2 separate regions of the Ovis aries genome follow, and region 2 is linked to region 1. Evidence: chromatin contacts called from public Hi-C data. All regions are on one chromosome and are shown on one strand. Each heading gives the region's core, a stretch centred on a gene start, on an enhancer-like site or on the middle of the called end of the contact. The rest is flanking DNA. Distances are from core to core; before and after follow the strand shown. Region 1 overlaps AGPAT4 (1-acylglycerol-3-phosphate O-acyltransferase 4). Region 2 overlaps PRKN (parkin RBR E3 ubiquitin protein ligase).

What was found. A called contact is a pair of places that touch in the nucleus more often than the background predicts.
Region 2: a Hi-C map of hypothalamus shows a contact between it and region 1, with 5 times the contacts expected there. The contact joins two enhancer-like sites. A contact is called at or near these places in 7 of 16 Hi-C or Micro-C datasets (blood, hypothalamus, liver and 3 more).

The regions. Positions count from the first base shown.
Region 1 is chr8:84,531,502-84,535,010 of ARS-UI_Ramb_v3.0, forward strand. AGPAT4 (1-acylglycerol-3-phosphate O-acyltransferase 4) reads right to left here. Exons shown (of 9, transcript XM_027972638.3): 8 at 2,205-2,403; 9 at 1-452. The coding sequence ends at 358. Among named protein-coding and RNA genes, the nearest start is that of TRNAG-GCC, 51 kb to the right of the region's middle. Within about 2 kb of position 1,575, at least 3 of the 54 cell types and tissues checked have an H3K27ac peak or open chromatin away from gene starts, as enhancers often do. A contact at or near this core is called in hypothalamus, where this site is marked.
Region 2 is chr8:84,725,755-84,729,767 of ARS-UI_Ramb_v3.0, forward strand. All of the region lies in intron 9 of PRKN (parkin RBR E3 ubiquitin protein ligase), which reads right to left. Among named protein-coding and RNA genes, the nearest start is that of AGPAT4, 62 kb to the left of the region's middle. Within about 2 kb of position 2,732, at least 4 of the 54 cell types and tissues checked have an H3K27ac peak or open chromatin away from gene starts, as enhancers often do. A contact at or near this core is called in hypothalamus, where this site is marked.

The DNA.
Region 1 (3,509 bases), core at 325-2,824:
GCACCAAAGGATGGCAGGGAACCCCCCACCCTCCGAGGTCCCCATTTCTGCCCTCCCCCCGCACCTCAGATACCCTCGCAATGATCCCACTCAGCACACCTCATTCTCACATACGTTCTTAACACACACGTACACGCACTCACACAGACTCACACACGGAAAGAACGAGACCCGAAGCCCGCTAAAGCGTGCTGGGGGAAAGATTTGAGTACATCCTCCTCCCCCCTGATGCTGAGACCGCAGTCCCTGCCTTCCCGGCAGGGGCTCCCCCAGCTTTGTCACTGGGTCCCGCCCAGGGTGACGGCGGCATCCACCAGTCCCCCCCAAGGTCCCCTTCGGGTGGTGACACATCCCGGGTCAGTCGCTGTGTTTCTGCTTGCTGTCCATGTTGCCGTAGGCAGAGCCCTTGTCAATTTCTGTGACGCCGATCATCCATCGGACCCCCATGGAAGCTGCGGAAATAGGAAGGGCAAGTCAGAGGCCTGTGGGGACTCCGGTGGGCCCTGCCTGACGGAATAAAGCGGGGAGCTCTGTGAATCTCAGGCATCAGCTGAGAGCTGGGTGATCTGGGGTGCTTTTCACCATCCCTGCCTCACAGTTACCCTTGAGCATGGGGCCGGGGTTCTAACTGGACTGAGAGACGTTAGAACAGAGCCAGGCTGTTGTGTGTGGTGAGTTTTGATCCTTGGACAGTGGAGGTGAGCAGGATGTGGAGAGCTGCATCTTCCGGTGCCCATCCCCAGGACAAACGGTTCTTCGGTGGATGCAGTGCAGCAACTTACAGTCACCCTTAAGTAAAGCGCAAGGAAGCGCATTCTTGGACAATGCAGGGGCTCAAACAGCTATCTTAGTTTCCAGCATGTCTCAGCACGGCTTCTGGTGCGAGTTTCAGAGCAGCGGGCAAGCCGCGTCCCTGCCTGCCTTTTCTCCGACAGCGGGATTTGGCCCAAAGAGATAAGAAGTGTAGGATGCACGCAAGAGCCCAGTTTAACCACCAAGAGGCTAGAAAACAGGATATGGAGGCAGGAGCTGCGGTTTACGCGCTCCCTCCAGAGAGGACAGACGTGGTGAGCTCCTTGGGTGCGGGGACCACGTCTACCTCAATCCCCTTGATGAGCCCGGCACCCATCACAGCCTGACCGCAGTCCATTGCAGTATGTGTGAAAAAGTTAATAGAGGGGGAGTGGCTGAAACCTCCCAAGTCGTGATGCATGAGTTTCCAGAGCCTCAGCATCCTGTGAACTTTCAGACCAGGGACCCGACGGGGACAGGGGTCCACCCAGCCCATGAGGCTCACGGAGCCATTATTATGGGCTGCCTTCAGCCTGGGGCCAGCTCTGAACATCAGCCCTCCGCCCCAGTATTAGAACTTTGTGCTGTGGAGTTGATGGCGTTGTGGAGCGAACCTGACTCCAGCGGTGAAAAGGCTTTGTGAGAGGACCAAGACTCAGTGATTCAGGGAAGAGGGAGGAAAGGCACGGGCTCAGAGGTGATGAGGTCCTGGGGAGAGAGTAGTCGGTTCCTCCAAAGCTGGAGGCACCCTGTGTCTCCAGCCGTCACCTGCAGGGAGCCCCAGCTTCCTCCAGAGGGCGCTGCCTTCCTGCTGCTGCTGGGCAAGGCGGGATCCATCCTCTCCAGCAGGGTCTGGAGACCACAGCACCCCCTGGACACACAGCAGCCAGGCCAGACCCGGCCTGTGTAGCGGGAACTGGCCGCCCCCGCCATAAAAAAGCAGCAGTATCCAGGGAAGCATGGGCCGTGGAGAAACGGCGGTCCTTTGAAACGACGCCCGGATCCAAGCCCATAGCAATGAGCCAAAGGGCTGAGCTGACCACCATCTCCACGCGGGAGCCAGCCAAGGAGAAGCGCCCACGCTGACCTCCCCAAAAAAGGTCAAGACCTGCTCTGAATGGCAAAGAGCCTCTGTCGCTTCCTGCTGGGACCCAGGAAATGGTTTTCTTGCAGGTGAGGAGGAAGCGATTGTGACAAGAGCCCTCTGCAGAGGCCGGGAGCTCATCCCTGGAGGGGCTGGCTCCCTGTGCGCACAGGGCCCCATGCACACACTGGGAGGGGGCGAGGCAGTCCCCCAGCCCCGGGATTCAGGACTCCAATCGGGGTGCTCCCCTCTTCCAGGGCCTCGTCCTCCCCCGCGCCCAGAGGCTCCCACCCGGCCCCAGCCCCAGCCCCCGGCAGCCCGGACTCACCCACGAAGAAGACAAGAACAAAGCTGGCGAGCGTCAGGGAGGAGCCACTGCTGACCATGTTGACGACGAAGCGAAAGAAGGGGTAGAGGAGCATCGAGGCCCAGAAGAGCCAGTTGACAAGCGTCCAGGGCCGCCGCGGGGGCACCATGGGCGTCTCGGGGAAGGTGCCCGTGCGGGAGTACTCCTCCTGGAAGGCGTCCTGCGGGCACAGGGCCGCTGACCGCCTGCCACCCGGCCACCCCAACCCAGGCCCGCTGGGTCCCACCCTCCCCAGCCCAGGCAAGGGCACGGGAGTCTCCCCAGCTCGACCCAAATACCCTAACACCATCCCGGGGCCGACAGGGCGCTCGCCCAGCAAAGCGCATCAGTGGTCCAGACGGCCGGCTCACCCATCATGGCCCAGTTCCCCAGGCAGTCGAGTTTTCTGGAGAAACAAGCTTCTGTGCACCTGAACCCTCTACCTTAAGTGCTGAATTTTGATGCTAAACCAAAATTAAGTGCTAAACTTTTATCCACTTGAGAAAGAGATGTCTAGTCGGCCATACTTATCTTCTTCCCCAACCAAGATGTACTGGACGATGCCATGTTCCGACCTCCCAAGGTCATGATTAGAATGAATCCTCAGATGGGCCACTTTGGAAGGAGAGCCTCTGGCCCTTCATGGGTGGTTCAGGGGCTCTGCATGGCAGCTCCCGCCCTCCCACCCCCAAACTCCTGCCCCTCCTCAACTTCCCTCCTGGGTCTCCTGGAGGTTGGGGGGAAGTCAGGAGGGTCTCAAGAAAAGCACATGATCAAGCAATTGTAAACAGACTAGACCGTGTGTGGAGTGTTCCACCCTCCAGAGGTAAAGGAGGGCTTCCCCGGTGGCACAGCGAATAGGGGCCTCCCTGCCAACGCAGGGGACATGGATTTGACCCCCAGCCTGGGAAGATGCCACAGGCCATGGAGCAACCAAGCCCGTGTGCAGCTGCTCCTGAAGCCTGTGCGCCCTAAGGCCGCTGCCTCACAGGAGAAGCCACCACGGTGAGAAGCCCACGCATCACAATGAAGAGCAGCTTTCCGGCTTGCGGCAGCAAGAGGCGTGTGCAGCAGCGCAGCAAGCAAGACCCAGCACCAGCAAACCGAAAACAAGAGGAGGAGAGGGAGCCACAGCAGCCGCTGGGCGGAGGACTTCCTCGGAAGTGACGGTGACCTGCGGATGCCCCGCAGGATGGTGCCTAACTTGCCAGTGCCTCCGGTTCCACTTCCTGCCAGAACTTGGGTGATTTTTCTCATCCCAGTGAAGCCTGGTAACAAGGGTGCGGT
Region 2 (4,013 bases), core at 1,482-3,981, 200 kb after region 1:
TGAGATGGGTGGGGAAAGAGGACAGCCTAAATATTAAGCTGTCAGATTATTAGTGAGGGTATCACTTAATGGGAATTTTAAAGTTCTTTGTGGTTAACTAGTCTCACGAATTGACAAATGGGGGAAATCTGCAGTCGGGTGAGGAAGGTAACCTGAGCTGGATATTGGATGATGGAGGTCTTGAGGTCACCGATCTCAGGCCGGTCAAGACTAAAATGATCAAGGCAGACAGGAGCTGGAATGTGGAGTCATCCCTGATGCAAAGAGGGAGCTGGAGCAGAGAACAAGCCTGTCCTTTGTGTAAAGTGCAGATATTCTGGTACAAAGCCGACTGTTATGGTTTTTTTTGTCGAGCTGGCACAGAAACCCCTTCATTCAGCAAATATGTGGTGGATGCCTGCGATGTGCCAGGCACTGTTCTAGGTACTGGGAATATGTAAACAAAAGAGAATACACAGACAACGGACAAAAGCAGTCCCTGCCCTGGAGCGCTGGCAAGTCAGCACAGCAGCGGCTCTCAGCCCGAGGGGGTGCCTGCGGGGCTGTTCAGACACTGGTTGCTGTAGACCACCCCCCTCGCTCAGCTCCCGCCGCCAAAGCCAGCAGTCTCCTCCCAGTTTCTGGATCACCAGGGTTTTTTACAATTTATTTATTCATTTATTTTTAAAAACAGGACAGAATCTGGCCCCCCTGTGTTGGGAGCTCAGAGCCCAGTCATTGGACTATCAGGAAAGTCCCTGGATCAGTAGGTCTTGCCATGTTCCTGAGTGATGCCCTAGTAGCTGGCCTGTGGACGACCCTTTGAGACAGGACATCTGTATACATTGCAGCCAGCACAGAGACAAGGAATTGCGTGTGTGCGTGTGTGCGTGTGCGTGTGCTCTAGCACAGATTGTCTTGGAGGTGTGCGTCTCATCTCTGCAGCCTGATGTAAACTTATGGGGGTGTGTGTGTGCCAGGATGAGGATGGATGAGGGAAGAATACCGTGCTTAGGGTACACCGTGATTGGTCAGGCTCCACGCTAGGCACAGAGCAAGCGTTATTCATTAAATCCTTTTGGTTTTACAACATCATGTTACGATGAGGAAAGCATGTCTTGGAGAGGTCATATAATTCACTTACTGATGACTACAGCTCATGTGTCAGTGAGGGTTCATTCTCTAAACACACAGAACAATAGGAGAGAGATATATATATACACACATATATATGTATATATACATGACTGCAAGGAGACCCAACCAGTCCATACTAAAGGAGATCAGTCCTGGGTGTTCACTGGAAGGACTGATGTTGAAGCTGAAACTCCGGTACTTTGGCCATCTGATGCAAAGAGCTGACTCATTTGAAAAAGACCCTGATGCTGGGAAAGATTGAGGGCAGGAGAAGGGGACGACAGAGGATGAGATGGTTGGATGGCATCATTGACTCAATGGACATGGGTTTGGGTGGACTCCTGGAGTTGGTGATGGACAGGGAGGCCTGGCGTGCCGCGGTTCATGGGGTCGCAAAGAGTTGGACATGACTGAGCAACTGAACTGAACTGAACTGATATACATATATATATGTACACATGTACATATATATGTATAAAATATGGAAGAATTACTTTAAGGAATTGGCTCATGGGATTGTGGGAGCTGGTTAGTTCAAAATCTGTGGGGCAAGCTGGAAATGCAGGAGGAGTTTCCAAGTTATAATCACAAGGCTGAATTCCTTCTTATCTGGAAAATCTCAGTCTTTGCTTCATGAGCCTTATGACAGGGCTGATCACAAGGCCTTCAGGTGATTAGATGAGGCCCACCCACATTGTGGGTCATCTATTTGACATGAGTCAGCGAACTGGTGGTAGAGGTTAACCACATCTACAGACTGACTGCCCAGCAGCGCGGAGACTAGTGTCTAACAAAGCGACTGTGCAGCGTGAGCCAGGCTGACCCCCCATCAACCCCTGCAGCTAGTCCCAGCCGACACTCACTCTTAAGACCAGGCCTATTGGACTTCAAAGCCATTCTGCTTGGCCTTGGACTCCTCACAGGACAGGGCTCACCAGATGAGAGATGTACACTTAATTTCTGCAGAAAGAAATTCAACGTGAACTTGGAAAAGAAAACAACAGCCATCAATTCGAATGTGCTGACACGGGACTTGTCTGACCGTCCAGTGGTTAAGAATCTGCCTCGCAATGCGGGGGACATGGGTTCAGTCCCTGGTGGGGGCCCAAGATCCCACACGCCAGAGCAGCTAAGCCCACACGCCGAAACGAGAGGGTCCACGCTCTGCAACGACAGGTTCTGAGTGTCCCAACTAAGACCCAATACAGCCAAACAAATAAATATTTTTAAAAAACACCTCCAACATGCTGACACTTCATGCATGTTTGGAAGCTGCTTCCTTTGATAAGAGGGGACCAGACAGAGCAGGTGATCCATTGTCTCCTGTCCTGCGGATGACAATATATACACCCCCCACGCTTCCGTCCTTAGCCCATCAGTGAATAAAGGGTTCATTACATTGTAGGCAGGACCCGGCTCTCAGTCTTTCAGGTCTGCACTTCACCCAGAAATGCTGCTTCCGGGTCTTGATTCTCCTGCCCTTGTTGTCAGCTGAAAGGGGTGAACCCTTGGTTTTTCCCCAGGTCACTTCACTTTGGCTACCAGTTCTTGCAAAGTGTGATTTCCCTTAAGGCTTTGGCGCCACCTGGTGACTGAGAGGAGCTCTGCAGCTATTTTCCCTCTTCCAATTGGAAACCCACGGAATTGCCAGGAGGAGATGAAACAGTCTCTGGTGTGTGTGCCTACAGGCGGCGGTGAGTGGGCATGGGTAGTGCAGTGTGTGTAGTGAATGTGTATGTGAGGGATGTGTGTGTGTGTGTGTGTGTGTACGTGCTCAGGTGTGCCACATTTGCTTTTCAACGCTGTCTTTCATTTTTTCCCTCTCTGTGCTCAGTTGCTCAGTTGTGTCTGACTCTTCAATCCCAGGGACTGGAGCACGCCAGGCCTCCCTGTCCATCACCAACTCCCGGAGCTTGTTCAAACTCGTGTCCATCGAGTCGGTGATGCCATCCGACCATCTCATCCTCTGTCGTCCCCTTCTCCTCCAGCCTTCAATCTTTCCCAGCATCAGAGTCTTTTCAAATGAGTCGGTTCTTCGCATCAGGTGGCCAAAATGCTGGAGCTTCAGCATCAGCATCAGTCCTTCCAATGGATATTCAGGACTTATTTCTTTGTTGCTCAGTTGTGTCCAACTCTTTGCGAGCCCACAGACTGTAGCCCACCAGGCTCCTCTGTCCGTGGGATTTTCCAGGTGAGAATACTGGAGTGGGCTGCCATTTCCTACACCATTCTCTCTCTCTCATGCCTGACCTTTTTTTTTTTTTTTTAAATCATTCAACCTTAAAAAAACTCAAACCTCAAAGTTGTACCATTTTACAGTACAAGGCATAAAATACTTCCCATACATGCTCTTTCCATTATTTATAGCTCAGCAAGCCTTGCTGAGGGGCAAGGAAGGAGAACCCCTGGAAGAATGTGAGTGCCGGTCCTGGAAATCCGGGAACCCATAGCCGCTCTGAGTCCCAGCCCAGGGCCATTTCTGCTGCCCAGAGCCAACACGTGGGGTGCGTGGGAGACGCACCGCAGAGGCTCGGGGTTGTCTGCAGCGCCTGTGTCCCACCTGTCTGTTGAATGACGGTGTAGACGGACCACGCACCTGCGTTTCAAGGGTTCCATCATCATCATTACGTGTCATCAGGCGTCTGCTCATCTCGTAACCAAGTAGGACCCTGTGGGTATCCCTGTCAAGTTTCTGATTAACCTCCTTATCTGAATCTTTATTCCTTCTCTTGTTCAAACCTTTTTCTCCTCAAGGTTAAGAAGTATGAAAGGAAAGCGGGGGATTGTAACCGAGCAGGACCCCAGGGGCCCTTCCTTAGACAGGCCCCCATACCCTCCACTCTAACTCCTCTCTGAAGTAGATAACAGTATCTGATCCAAGTTTCTTGAGTTGTTTC